Regions from separate parts of the Macaca mulatta genome. Here region 1 is linked to region 2. Evidence: chromatin contacts called from public Hi-C data. All regions are on one chromosome and are shown on one strand. The core of a region is the stretch at or near the end of the contact, and the rest is flanking DNA. Distances in the headings are between cores, read along the strand shown.

What was found. Hi-C and Micro-C count contacts between places; a contact is called where the count stands out from the background.
Region 1: a Hi-C map of CD4 T cells shows a contact between it and region 2, with 3 times the contacts expected there. The contact joins two enhancer-like sites. A contact is called at or near these places in 3 of 14 Hi-C or Micro-C datasets (CD4 T cells, cortical neurons and liver).

Annotation. Positions count from the first base shown.
Region 1 is chr10:106,490,354-106,496,393 of T2T-MMU8v2.0, reverse strand. No RefSeq gene overlaps it. Among named protein-coding and RNA genes, the nearest start is that of ZNF217, 51 kb to the right of the region's middle. Within about 2 kb of position 2,048, at least 7 of the 40 cell types and tissues checked have an H3K27ac peak or open chromatin away from gene starts, as enhancers often do. A contact at or near this core is called in CD4 T cells, where this site is marked.
Region 2 is chr10:106,410,145-106,416,083 of T2T-MMU8v2.0, reverse strand. It overlaps ZNF217 (zinc finger protein 217), which reads left to right. Exons shown (of 7, transcript XM_077952005.1): 3 at 1-1,143; 4 at 4,167-4,283; 5 at 5,602-5,939. Among named protein-coding and RNA genes, the nearest start is that of ZNF217, 29 kb to the left of the region's middle. Within about 2 kb of position 2,758, at least 7 of the 40 cell types and tissues checked have an H3K27ac peak or open chromatin away from gene starts, as enhancers often do. A contact at or near this core is called in CD4 T cells, where this site is marked.

The sequences.
Region 1 (6,040 bases), core at 799-3,298, 81 kb before region 2:
TCACGCCTGTAATCCCAGCATTTTGGGAGGCTGAGGCGGGAGGATCACCTGAGGTCGGGAGTTCGAGACCAGCCTGACCAACATGGAGAAACCCTTTCTCTACTAAAAACACAAAATTAGCCAGGCATAGTGGTGCATGCCTGTAATCCCAGGTACTTGGGATGCTGAGGCAGGAGAATTGCTGGAACCCAGGAGGTGGAGGTTACAGTGAACAGAGATCGCGCCATTGCACCCCAGCCTGGGCAACAAGAGTGAAACTCCATCTCAAAAAAAAAAAAAAAAAAAAAAAAACCGGAAAAAGAAATAGCACAGGGAATACTGACCACATTTCTGCCTTTGTTCAGTTCAGATTGATAAATATTTGTTGAGCTCCGACAAGCAGGGAGAGGGACAAGGTGAACCAGCCCTTTCCTGCCCCTAAGGAGCAGCACAGCCACCAAGTAAACACATAATTTCAATATACTGTGGTAGCCCCAGATAGAGGGAACTAAAAGTTGCTACAAAAACATGAATGCTATCTAAAAACTCCTGCATTTTCTCTTGAAGCATTTGAAGGAGTTCATCTGAAGAAGATGCCAAAAAGCCAAGAATCCAGCATCTACGTGATCTTAGGAGGGAGCAGCGACAGGTAGGGAGGAACCACCAGCTCTTGGATATTCCCAGATGCTAAAAGGTAAAGTGAATTCTTCCATAAGGATGTGTCTATCTAGCTAAGTCTGCAAAGCCTCCCCACAGTAAATCTGAAGTTGAGAATGCCAAAGTATTTGCTTTCATCTAACTCTTTGACAGACGAATAGAATACAAAAATAAAAACATCTGTCTTCGGCCGGGCGCGGTGGCTCAAGCCTGTAATCCCAGCACTTTGGGAGGCCGAGACGGGCGGATCACAAGGTCAGGAGATCGAGACCAGCCTGGCTAATACGGTGAAACCCCGTCTCTACTAAAAGATACAAAAAACTAGCCGGGTGAGGTGGCGGGCGCCTGTAGTCCCAGCTACTCGGGAGGCTGAGGCAGGAGAATGGCGTAGACCCGGGAGGCGGAGCTTGCAGTGAGCTGAGATGCGGCCACTGCACTCCAGCCTGGGCGACACAGCGAGACTCCATCTCAAAAAAAAAAAAAAAAAATCTCTCTTCTACCCTTGTTGTAATCTTTTTCCTCTTTTCAAAATCTTTTAAACAACATGCCTCTTTACTGTGGAATCTGTTCTATTGATTTGTTTTAATAAAAGATCTCTCTCCTAAAGAAAGGAAAGCCATCTTTGATCTGACTTAACAAAAAGATCTAATCAAACAATAAAATCTATGAAGGAAAAAAAGAAAAAGAGGCAAGCTTCTTTGAGCCACATCAAATATATGAAAGAGAAAATACTTCATTTAAATGCTAAAAACTAACACAAAACAGCTTGAAATGTAATAACCTCTGCTGAATAAGTGAAACCACATGTTGATCTGACATGAGTTTGTAAGACACAATTAAAGGTCACTTCGTGTACAAACATCTCATTCTGAAGTGAGAAGCTTGAATTGCTGTCAGTATTTTTGGCCACCACGGGGCAGGTGCTCCCACCTGGCACAAACCATGTGGATGACCCCAAAGGGAATGAAGGTGATACTCCACAAACTGGAAGCTTCATATCTAGCCGCACCAGGAAATGTTCAGCCCTGGATTTCAGCTGTTTCTGCCTTGATGTCCTAGCAAAGAGGACTAAATAAATGTGAGAATCCTTGCTGTTTTAGCAAGCCCATGGAAGTGGATTTACTTCAAAAACTAAAGCACGGCTTCCTTTCTGCTCTGTCCATCTTTATGACCCACCAGGGTCCTAGGAGAGCAGACGTTTGGGTGTTGCAGCCAGAGAGTCACATTTGGAAACGTCTTCCAGCAGCTGGGATGTTTCAATTCAAGACTCTTTAGGGGAACACAGGGTATTTGGAAAGTGACTTTAAAATGCCCTGGCCTCCAGGCCTATCTCCTCTTACCAAATCCCTTTAAGAAAGGATGTGCTGGGGAAAGACTTCAAAGTCTTTCAAAAGGGAAATCACATCTTGAAAGCTTTTCTCAGAATGAGAAAGAAACACATTATTTGATTTGAAAGAGAAGTAAATCTTAAAACAGCAATGAAGGAGGATCAAAGAATAGGTTCATGTGAACTTAAGAAGTGATCCTTTCCAGCGGAACGTGATTTTACTCTTTCCGATGCCCTCAACGCATTTGGAGGATTGTTAAGTTTACTCGAGAATCAAAATAAAGAAGCGAGCCAGCGTTCCAGAAAATCACGTGGTCTCCCCCGCCCCCCAATCTATTTTACAGCCCTCTCCCGCTTCGAACTCGCGCCAGGCTGTGCGCACCGACTTCGCGCGCGCGGCAGGGACGCTGCGGCCACTCGCGTGGCTGTTGTTGCTGCTGCTGCGTGGAGGTAAGCCGGGCCTTGCACACCCGGGGCAATTCCGTGGTTGGAGAAGGACGAAAATGGCTGAGAAAAGGACCGAAGAAAGCCTTTAGGGTGGGCCCCCATTTCTTCCTGCCCCGCCCACACCCTGCCACACTCTCCAGCCGTCCCCTCCCCCCGCCTTGCTCTTTGGACCTGACCGGTGAAAAACTCAAGTAATACCTAAATAGGTTCTTCTTGCAAAAAAGTAAAATCTCAAAGCAAAACAAAACAAAAATTTGTTAGGGGAGAAATCATCTGTGAGATGCCCTTTCCATTCTAGCTCCCTCTTGCCTTTCTGTTTCCCTAAATTTTATTCTCTATCGATAGACACAAAGATGTGGATATTACCTATAGACATATATTTAAAATTGTATTTATTTCTTAAAGACACTTTCATAATCTAATATAGAAAGGAATTCATAAACTTAAGAGCGGGCCGGGCGCGGTGGCTCAAGCCTGTAATCCCAGCACTTTGGGAGGCCGAGACGGGCGGATCACGAGGTCAGGAGATCGAGACCATCCTGGTTAACACGGTGAAACCCCGTCTCTACTAAAACATACAAAAAAAAAAAAAAAAAACCTAGCCGGGCGAGGTGGCGGGCGCCTGTAGTCCCAGCTACTCGGGAGGCTGAGGCAGGAGAATGGCGGGAACCCGGGAGGCGGAGCTTGCAGTGAGCTGAGATCCGGCCATTGCACTCCAGCCTGGGCGACAGAGCGAGACTCCGAATCAAAACAAAAACAAAAACAAAATAAATAAACTTAAGAGCGGAAGTTGTCACATACATAAAAAACAACCAGGCCGGGCGCGGTGGCTCAAGCCTGTAATCCCAGCACTTTGGGAGGCCGAGACAGGCGGATCACGAGGTCAGGAGATCGAGACCATCCTGGCTAACACGGTGAAACCCCATCTCTACTAAAAAGTACAAAAAATTAGCCGGGCGAGGGGGCGGGCGCCTGTAGTCCCAACTACTCGGGAGGCTGAGGCAGGAGAATGGCGTAAATCCCGGAGGCGGAGCTTGCAGTGAGCTGAGATCCGGCCACTGCACTCCAGCCTGGGCGACAGAGCGAGACTCCGTCTCAAAAAAAGTAAAAATTAAAAAAACCCATACTTTTTGATCAACAAAATCACTGATTCGGCTGGGCGCGGTGGCTCAGGCCTGTAATCCCAGCACTTTGGGAGGCCGAGGCAGGCGGATCACGAGGTCAGGAGATCGAGACCATCCTGGCTAACAAGGTGAAACAAACCCCGTCTCAACTAAAAATACAAAAAATTAGCCAGGCGTGGTGGCGGGCCCCTGTAGTCCCAGCTACTCGGGAGGCTGAGGCAGGAGAATGGTGTGAACCCGGGAGGCGGAGCTTGCAGTGAGCCGAGATCGTGCCACTGCACTCCAGCCTTGGCTACAAAGCGAGACACTGTCTCAAAAAAAAAAAAAAAAAAAAAAAAAATCACTGATTCTTTTGCAAAGTCCAATAAAATTAAGTTTAAGTCCGTTGGTAAGAATGAGTAAGAAAAACAAGAGGGAATATACTTATAAACAACATCAAGAATAAAAGTAGATACATAATTACACATACAGAGCTGGGTGAGGTGGCTCACACCTGTAATCTCAGGACTTTGGGAGGCCAAGGTGGACGGATCACCTAAGGTCAGGAGTTCCAGAAAAACCTAGCCAACATGGCAAAACCCCGTCTCTACTAAAAATACTAAAATTAGCCGGGTGTGGGGGTGCATGCTTGTAAGTTTACACCCAGTTACTCGGGAGGCTGAGGCATGAGAATTCCTTGAGCCCGGGAAGCAGAGGTTACAGTGAGCCGAGATGACATCACTGCACTCCAGTCAGGGAGACAGAGCAAGACTGTGTCTCAAATAATAATAATAATAGTAATTACACATACAGAGCAGCCTTTTGAAGGTTTTTTTTTTTTTTTTTTTTTTTTTTGAGGCGGAGTCTTCACTCTGTCGCCCAGGCTGGAGTGCAGTGGCACCATCTCGGCTCACTGCAAGCTCCGCCTCCCGGGTTCGCGCCATTCTCCTGCCTCAGCCTCCCGAGTAGCTGGACTACAGGCGCCCGCCACCGCGCCCGGCTAATTTTTTGTATTTTAGTAGAGACGGGGTTTCACTGTGTTAGCCAGGATGGTCTCGATCTACTGACCTCGTGATCCGCCCGCCTCGGCCTCCCAAAGTGCAGGGATTACAGGCGTGAGCCACCGCGCCCGGCCTGAAGTTTTAAGGGACTGTTTTCTACAGCTGTGTACTGTTTGGCTCGAAAACCTAGCTTTGTCTAAGGAGAAAAAACGAATTACCAAAACCAGCCCAATCCAGGTGCTGTATTTACACCTGAAAGTATTCCTTTTCTTTACCTGCTTGCTTGATGTAATATACATTAAATAGCCACTGTGGAAAATCACAGGAAATTTTAATATTTTCATTAGAAGCTTATTAGTTAATCCAACTGTAGCCTGGAGAAAGTTGCTGCATTAACAGTTTCTTAACAGACAAAAAACGACCACGAAAACAATGGCTAGTCTTTATTTGGGGCTTACTCCATACCAAACAAACATATTAGCATATTTGGCCTTCATAATGCCGCGTAAGGCTTGATACCATTGTTATACCCATTTTATAGATGGCAAAACTGAAGTGTGAAGAGGTGCCCAAGGTGACACAGCTTCGAGGGGCAGAATGGGGATCCCAATGGAGAGAAGCCGTGACTGTTTAAAGTGTCATTCAAAGACTACATTACATCATAGGAGAATCCACCTATATCTTCCCTTATCACCTTTTAACTGGGAACCGCGCCGGGCGCGGTGGCTCACGCCTGTAACCCCAGCACTTTGGGAGGCCGAGGCGGGCGGATCACGAGGTCAGGAGATCGAGACCATCCTGGCTAACACGGTGAAAACCCGTCTCTACTAAAAATACAAAAAATTAGCCGGGCGCGGTGGCGGGCGCCTGTAGTCCCAGCTACTCGGAGGCTGAGGCAGGAGAATGGCGTGAACCTGGGAGGTGGAGCTTGCAGTGAGCCGAGATGGCGCCACTGCACCCCAGCCTGGGCGACACAGCGAGACTCTGTCTCAAAAAAACAAAACAAAACAAAACAAACAAAAAAAACTGAGAACCGCATAATTGTGCCATGAATAGCGCACCTATCTTACATAGATGGTCTTTAGCAAGAGCGTGAATTTAAGGTAGCAAAAATATTAAATGCCCTCAAGGAAGATGACTAAAAGATTTGAGGAAACTGAGGGAGTGTCAGCTAGGGTGAGGTTTACTTAATTGGAGATTTAGGGGATAAGTATAAAAAGAAAATGTTAGCCTATACCTGGCATCCCAGAAACATCGATGTAGTTTAGCTATCGAGATCATTATATTATTGTCGTGATTAATCTATTTCTCCCTAGTTTTAATTTTTTTAAATTTCTGTTCTTCTTTCTCCCTTCTCTTTCCCCCTTCTTTCTTCCCATATCAAAAGGACTAAATGTTAATCCACTCAAAAGACCTGATTGGGTATAAATACCATATTTGCATTCCAAAAGAAAAGAATTATCGTGCCACAGCTATTGAGTGTAGGTAATGAGGATCCCGGTCCTCTTCAGCTCCTCTCCTCCTCA
Region 2 (5,939 bases), core at 1,509-4,008:
ATTCGGAAGACCTTAATAAACACGTCTTAATGCAACACCGGCCTACCCTTTGTGAACCAGCAGTTCTGCGGGTTGAAGCAGAGTATCTTAGTCCGCTTGATAAAAGTCAAGTACGAACAGAACCTCCCAAGGAAAAGAATTGCAAGGAAAATGAAGAATTTAGCTGTGAGGTATGCGGGCAGACATTTAGAGTGGCTTTTGATGTTGAGATCCACATGAGGACACACAAAGATTCTTTCACTTACGGGTGTAACATGTGCGGAAGAAGATTCAAGGAGCCTTGGTTTCTTAAAAATCACATGCGGACACATAATGGCAAATCAGGGGCCAGGAGCAAACTGCAGCAAGGCTTGGATTGTCCCGCGACGATCAACGAGGTCGTCCAGGTGCACGCGGCTGAGAGCATCCCCTCTCCTTACAAAATCTGCATGGTTTGTGGCTTCCTATTTACAAATAAAGAAAATCTAATAGAGCACAGCAAGGTGCACACCAAAAAAACTGCTCCCGGTACCAGCAGCACGCAGACAGACTCTCCACAAGAAGGAATGCCGTCCTCCAGGGAAGACTTCCTGCGGTGGTTCAACTTGAGACCAAAATCTCACACTGACACGGGGAAGAAGCTTGTCAAATGCATACCTCAGCTCGATCCGTTCACCACCTTCCAGGCTTGGCAGCTGGCTACCAAAGGAAAAGTTGCCATTTGCCAAGAAGAAGTGAAGGAATCGGGACAAGAAGGGAGCACCGACAATGATGATTCGAGTTCCGAGAAGGAGCTTGGAGAAAATAAGGGCAGTTGTACAGGCCTCTCGCAAGAGAAAGAGAAGTGCAGACACTCCAACGGTGACGCGCCCTCCGTGGACGCGGATCCCAAGTTACCCACCAGCAGCAAGGAGAAGCCCACGCACTGCTCCGAGTGCGGCAAAGCTTTCAGAACCTACCACCAGCTGGTCTTGCACTCGAGGGTCCACAAGAAGGACCGGAGGGCTGGCGCGGAGTCGCCCACCATGTCTGTGGACGGGAGGCAGCCGGGGACATGCTCTCCTGACCTCGCCACCCCTCTGGATGAAAATGGAGCCGTGGATCGAGGGGAAGGTGGTTCTGAAGACGGATCTGAGGATGGGCTTCCCGAAGGAATCCATCTGGGTAAGCTGCCCTGTCTCCCTCCCGTGCTGTTCCGCCTGTGTCTGTCTGTCTGTCTGTCTCCCCCTCTCTTCCCATCTCTAGACAACGCTGGCCAGGAATGGAATTTGGAGAGCCAGAGTCAAATCCAGGCTCTTTTTGGTATCACTCTGTGTAAGCCATTTAACTTCTCGGGGCCTTAATTTTCTCATTTCTGTAATAACAGGGTTGAGTTAAAAGGTCTCCTTGTTCTGAAAATCTTGTGTGTTTTTTTTTTTAAACGTTGAACGTTTTGCTCACAAAACATGGTGTTTTTTTTTTTTTTTTTTTAAATAACTTGTGCATCCAGTCCAAATGCACTGCTTCTTAACTGGGATGATTTGCTCCCAGTCAGTATCTGGCAATGTCTGGAGGCATTTTGGTTGTTATACTGTGTGTGGGGGTGTGTGCATGCACGTGTGCTTGTGTGCCTACTGGCATCCAGTGGGCAGAGGCCAGGGACACTGCTCAGTATGGTACAATGCACAGGACAGCCCCATCATCAAAGAATTATCTGGTCCCAAGTATCAATAGTTTCATCATTGAGAGACCCTAGCCTTCACGTAAGGTTTTCTGGTGTTCCTGATCTTATCTGTAGTGAATTTCCAGTGGTCATAAGAGGTACTGGGAGTGATGATCAACTAGAGCCAGGAATATTACTTGGGCAGCCATTTGGTGCTGTCCGAAACCCTATCCATTCTGTCTGGCAAGCTGGTATCCATTAATAGGTACTTCAAGAACCCAAATGATTTGTCATAAAATACAAGGAATGTGGGCACACCAAGACATTTTTAAGAAAGCTCATTTGCTCAGCAAAATTTTCAGTGTACTAACAGCATTTATAGAAACAGAAGGCGATCACTGAAGGCATGCTCACATAATATTCCTGAACCTTGGTGGGCGTTATCTAGGGCAGAGGATTCCACCTGTGTTTGGAGTTGTGCCCATCCTCATTGTAGCCAGAGCTTCTCCTATCAGAGTTTAATATTTTGTTTGAATAGAGGATCCTGCTGCTTCAAACAGTTGGAAAAGACCCCTGATGGGCAGGCCATAATTGACAAGTGAATGATGAGAACATGAATTGGTCTTGGGGAAGCCTTTATTAAAGTGGTCCTCGGTTCAAACAAGTTCCTCCTCCTCTCAGTGTAACTTGGCTGTGTGTGTGAATTCTTTGGAGAACTGTGTATATGAGACCCACGGTGAATTTGCCCACACAGTTGATCAGACTCGTCCTTCACCTGCTCTTCAGGCAGTGCCAGTTCCTTTTTTGATCATGTGATTGACATGAGAACTGTAGTCTGTGTATCACATCTTTAGAATGTTTTTGAGTTTCCTGGGACACAGGAAACCTAGCACTTAGCATACTACAAATCTGATGTCTTACTGGCATCATAAAAAGAGGCTTTAAACACAGACTCCAGTTAGCGAAGTGGTTTCTGCTAGTGCCGGTACTGTTGAAGGGGCCTTGTGAGATGCCCCAGTGCCCTGAAAGAAATGAAAAGACCGGTTACTGGTGGGTGGTGTGGAAAACATGGGCTAGATCATCAGGCAGGACCGAATGCCTGGCTGTGGGTGGAAGCACCACAGCTTGGCACTGAGTTCTCGTTCTACCACTGCATTGTTTTGTGACTAATTATGAGTTGCTTAACCTTTCTTTGCCACTGTTTCCCTGTTTGCAAAATGGTTCATTGACCCTTGTCTTCCACCTCCCAAGGACAATTTGAACAGCCTATTTGTAAAAAGATCACAGTCCTTTAAAAAATATAACTGTAAAGTCAGAGGTGATGCTTGAAAGAGCAGGAATCAGGTAGATGTGGAAATGTCACGTCCTTTGTTCTAAAGAAAAGGCATTTCATAGCTTTTTGGATATGACGCAACATACCATAAATCCTGACACATAGTTGGGAGTCGGAAATTGCAAGAACACCCAGTTATAAACCCAGCTAGTTTGGGTATGCTTGTAAGAAAAAAAAGCTGGCCATTCTGTTTTTGGGGAATTGATTTTCCTAAACTTATATTATCTTAGTAGTCTAGATTTATCATATTGTACTATCAACCTGGCTTTTTTTAAGATTTAAGAAGATCAGGTAAATTTTTTTAAGTCTTTCTTTAGACTATAGATCAAGGGTGTGTCTGTCTTACAGGTGGATAGTCATATGATCTACAGTAAGGGGACATTTATTTAAAAGTTAAACATTCATGTGTGTTGGGGGTGGTATTTTAACGGCGGCACCTCTCAGTCTTTTGGAGGGCCGGTGTGTGTCTGAAGTTCTGTCCTCCTTCGAGTGGACTTCACTGATGCACGTGAGACACATTGTCCTATTGTCCTGCAGAGACTGAAGCCAAACACTGTGTCATTTAGGCACAGGTTTTCATTCGTCAGATCTGTTTCGCCCACATGAGTGTTTGTGGACAATACAGCCTGCTTTCCAAAACTTTGCTAAATTTTGACAAACTTTCCTAGGTGCTTGCCCGATGCCAAACTTTCTTTTCTGTTGAAGATTAAGTTGTGCTTGCTGCCCTCTAGTGGTCACTTGTTTAATCTTACCCTTAAACGGCTTATTTTTCCCATGGTGGTTGGTGGTTTGTAATTGGCTCATTTTTCTAAATGATTCTGAAGAAGATCATTTTTCCCCCCAGTATGTGTGTCCACCTTCAGTTTGCCAGATCCTGCCTGCTCACAGAGATACTGAGAACCGGAAGCTGTCCGGGCAGTTCGGTCTATTAAATGATCTTTTTTGTGATTAAGGCAAACAAAGAACTGAATCTTTAATAGTGTACTCTGCTGTACCCAGAAAAAAAAAAACAAAACCACGTTACAACACTCTGAAACTTCAGACAACCTCAAAACAGCATTTGGTGTGTGTCTAGCCTTTTCTAACCCGATATTATATTAAAGAATTTTTTCATGCTTTCCAAAAATGTTTGTCAAGAACATTTAAGTCAGCATGCCTTATTCCCGTACTTCAGCTACCTTTTTATATAAATGTTTCTGTTTTTCCTTTAAGATAAAAATGATGATGGAGGAAAAATAAAGCATCTTACATCTTCAAGAGAGTGTAGTTATTGTGGAAAGTTTTTCCGTTCAAATTATTACCTCAATATTCATCTCAGAACGCATACAGGTAAAGAACTTTTATATTTTTAACCATGCTTTAGTTAAAAATGATGTAGTTATCTCTCTGATTTTTTGGTGGTGGTGTTCAGATACTCTTCCAGATCCTTGGACTAGCTTAAGGATAAATATGTAGCGTGTTGATTACAGCGGTTATTACTATTTTTTTAGTGCCATTGTAATTTGAGCCTGATGCAATCAGTCAAGTTTTTTGTCTTTTGAGATGGAGTCTTGCTCTGTCACCTAGGCTGGAGTGCAGTGGTGCAATCTCGGCTCACTGCAGCCTCCGCCTCCCTGGTTCAAGCAATACTTCTGCCTCAGTCTCCCCAGTAGCTGGGATTACAGGCGCCTGGCACCACACCCAGCTAATTTCTGTATTTTTAGTAGAGATGGGGTTTCACCATGCTGGCCAGGCTGGTTTCGAACTCCTGACCTCAAGTGATCCACCCACTGGGATTACAGGCGTGAGCCACCGTGCCTGGACAAAGTTCATTTGTTTAGTTTATGACTGCTATATCCTGACTCTCATCTTATTAAAACTACAATATTTTAAAATGCTGCATCTTATGTCTTTATGATTGAGAATGAAATGAGAATCTATTTAGTAGTCTTGAGATTGTGAAAGGAGCTATGACATCATGGTGTAGGAGGCTGCGTAGATTTGAAATTTCATCTCTTCCACTTACTATCTGTGCACCCTTGGGCAAGTTATTTAACCTTTTTGTGCTTTTAGTTTTCTTCACTGTAAAAGTGGAATAATACCTATTTCCCTAGGGCTGTTAGGAAGATTAAATGAGTTAGAAGTGTTGCTGTTAATTTTTCTACTGAAGATAAGTATTCACAATTTCACATATTCATTACAGTAAGGGTGATAAAGAACTGATGAGAAATACTAGGTGAGGCCGGGCGCGGTGGCTCAAGCCTGTAATCCCAGCACTTTGGGAGGCCGAGACGGGTGGATCACGAGGTCAGGAGATCGAGACTATCCTGGCTAACACGGTGAAACCCCGTCTCTACTAAAAAATACAAAAAACTAGCCGGGCGAGGTGGCGGGCGCCTGTAGTCCCAGCTACTCGGGAGGCTGAGGCAGGAGAATGGCGTGAACCCAGGAGGCGGAGCTTGCAGTGAGCTGAGATCCGGCCACTGCACTCCAGCCTGGGCGACAGAGCGAGACTCCGTCTCAAAAAAAAAAAAAAAAAAAATACTAGGTGATAGCAGATAGAGAAAGCAAATGGAGGAAAGAAGCCTGTTTTCTCAGTAAATAGCCCTTTGCTCTATTTCAGTGCTTTTCATACACTTCTCTAATAAAGTGCCGTTTCTTGCCTTAGGTGAAAAACCATACAAATGTGAATTTTGTGACTATGCTGCAGCCCAGAAGACGTCCCTGAGGTATCACTTGGAGAGACACCACAAGGAGAAACAAGCCGACGCTGCTGCTGAAGCCAAGAGCGATGGTAAAAATCAGGACACTGAAGATGCACTATTCACCGCGGACAGTGCGCAAACCAAAAATTTGAAAAGATTTTTTGATGGTGCCAAAGATGTTACAGGCAGTCCACCTGCAAAGCAGCTGAAGGAGATGCCTTCTGTTTTTCAGAATGTTCTGGGCAGCGCTGTCCTCTCACCAGCACACAAAGATACTCAGGATTTCCATAAAAATGCAGCT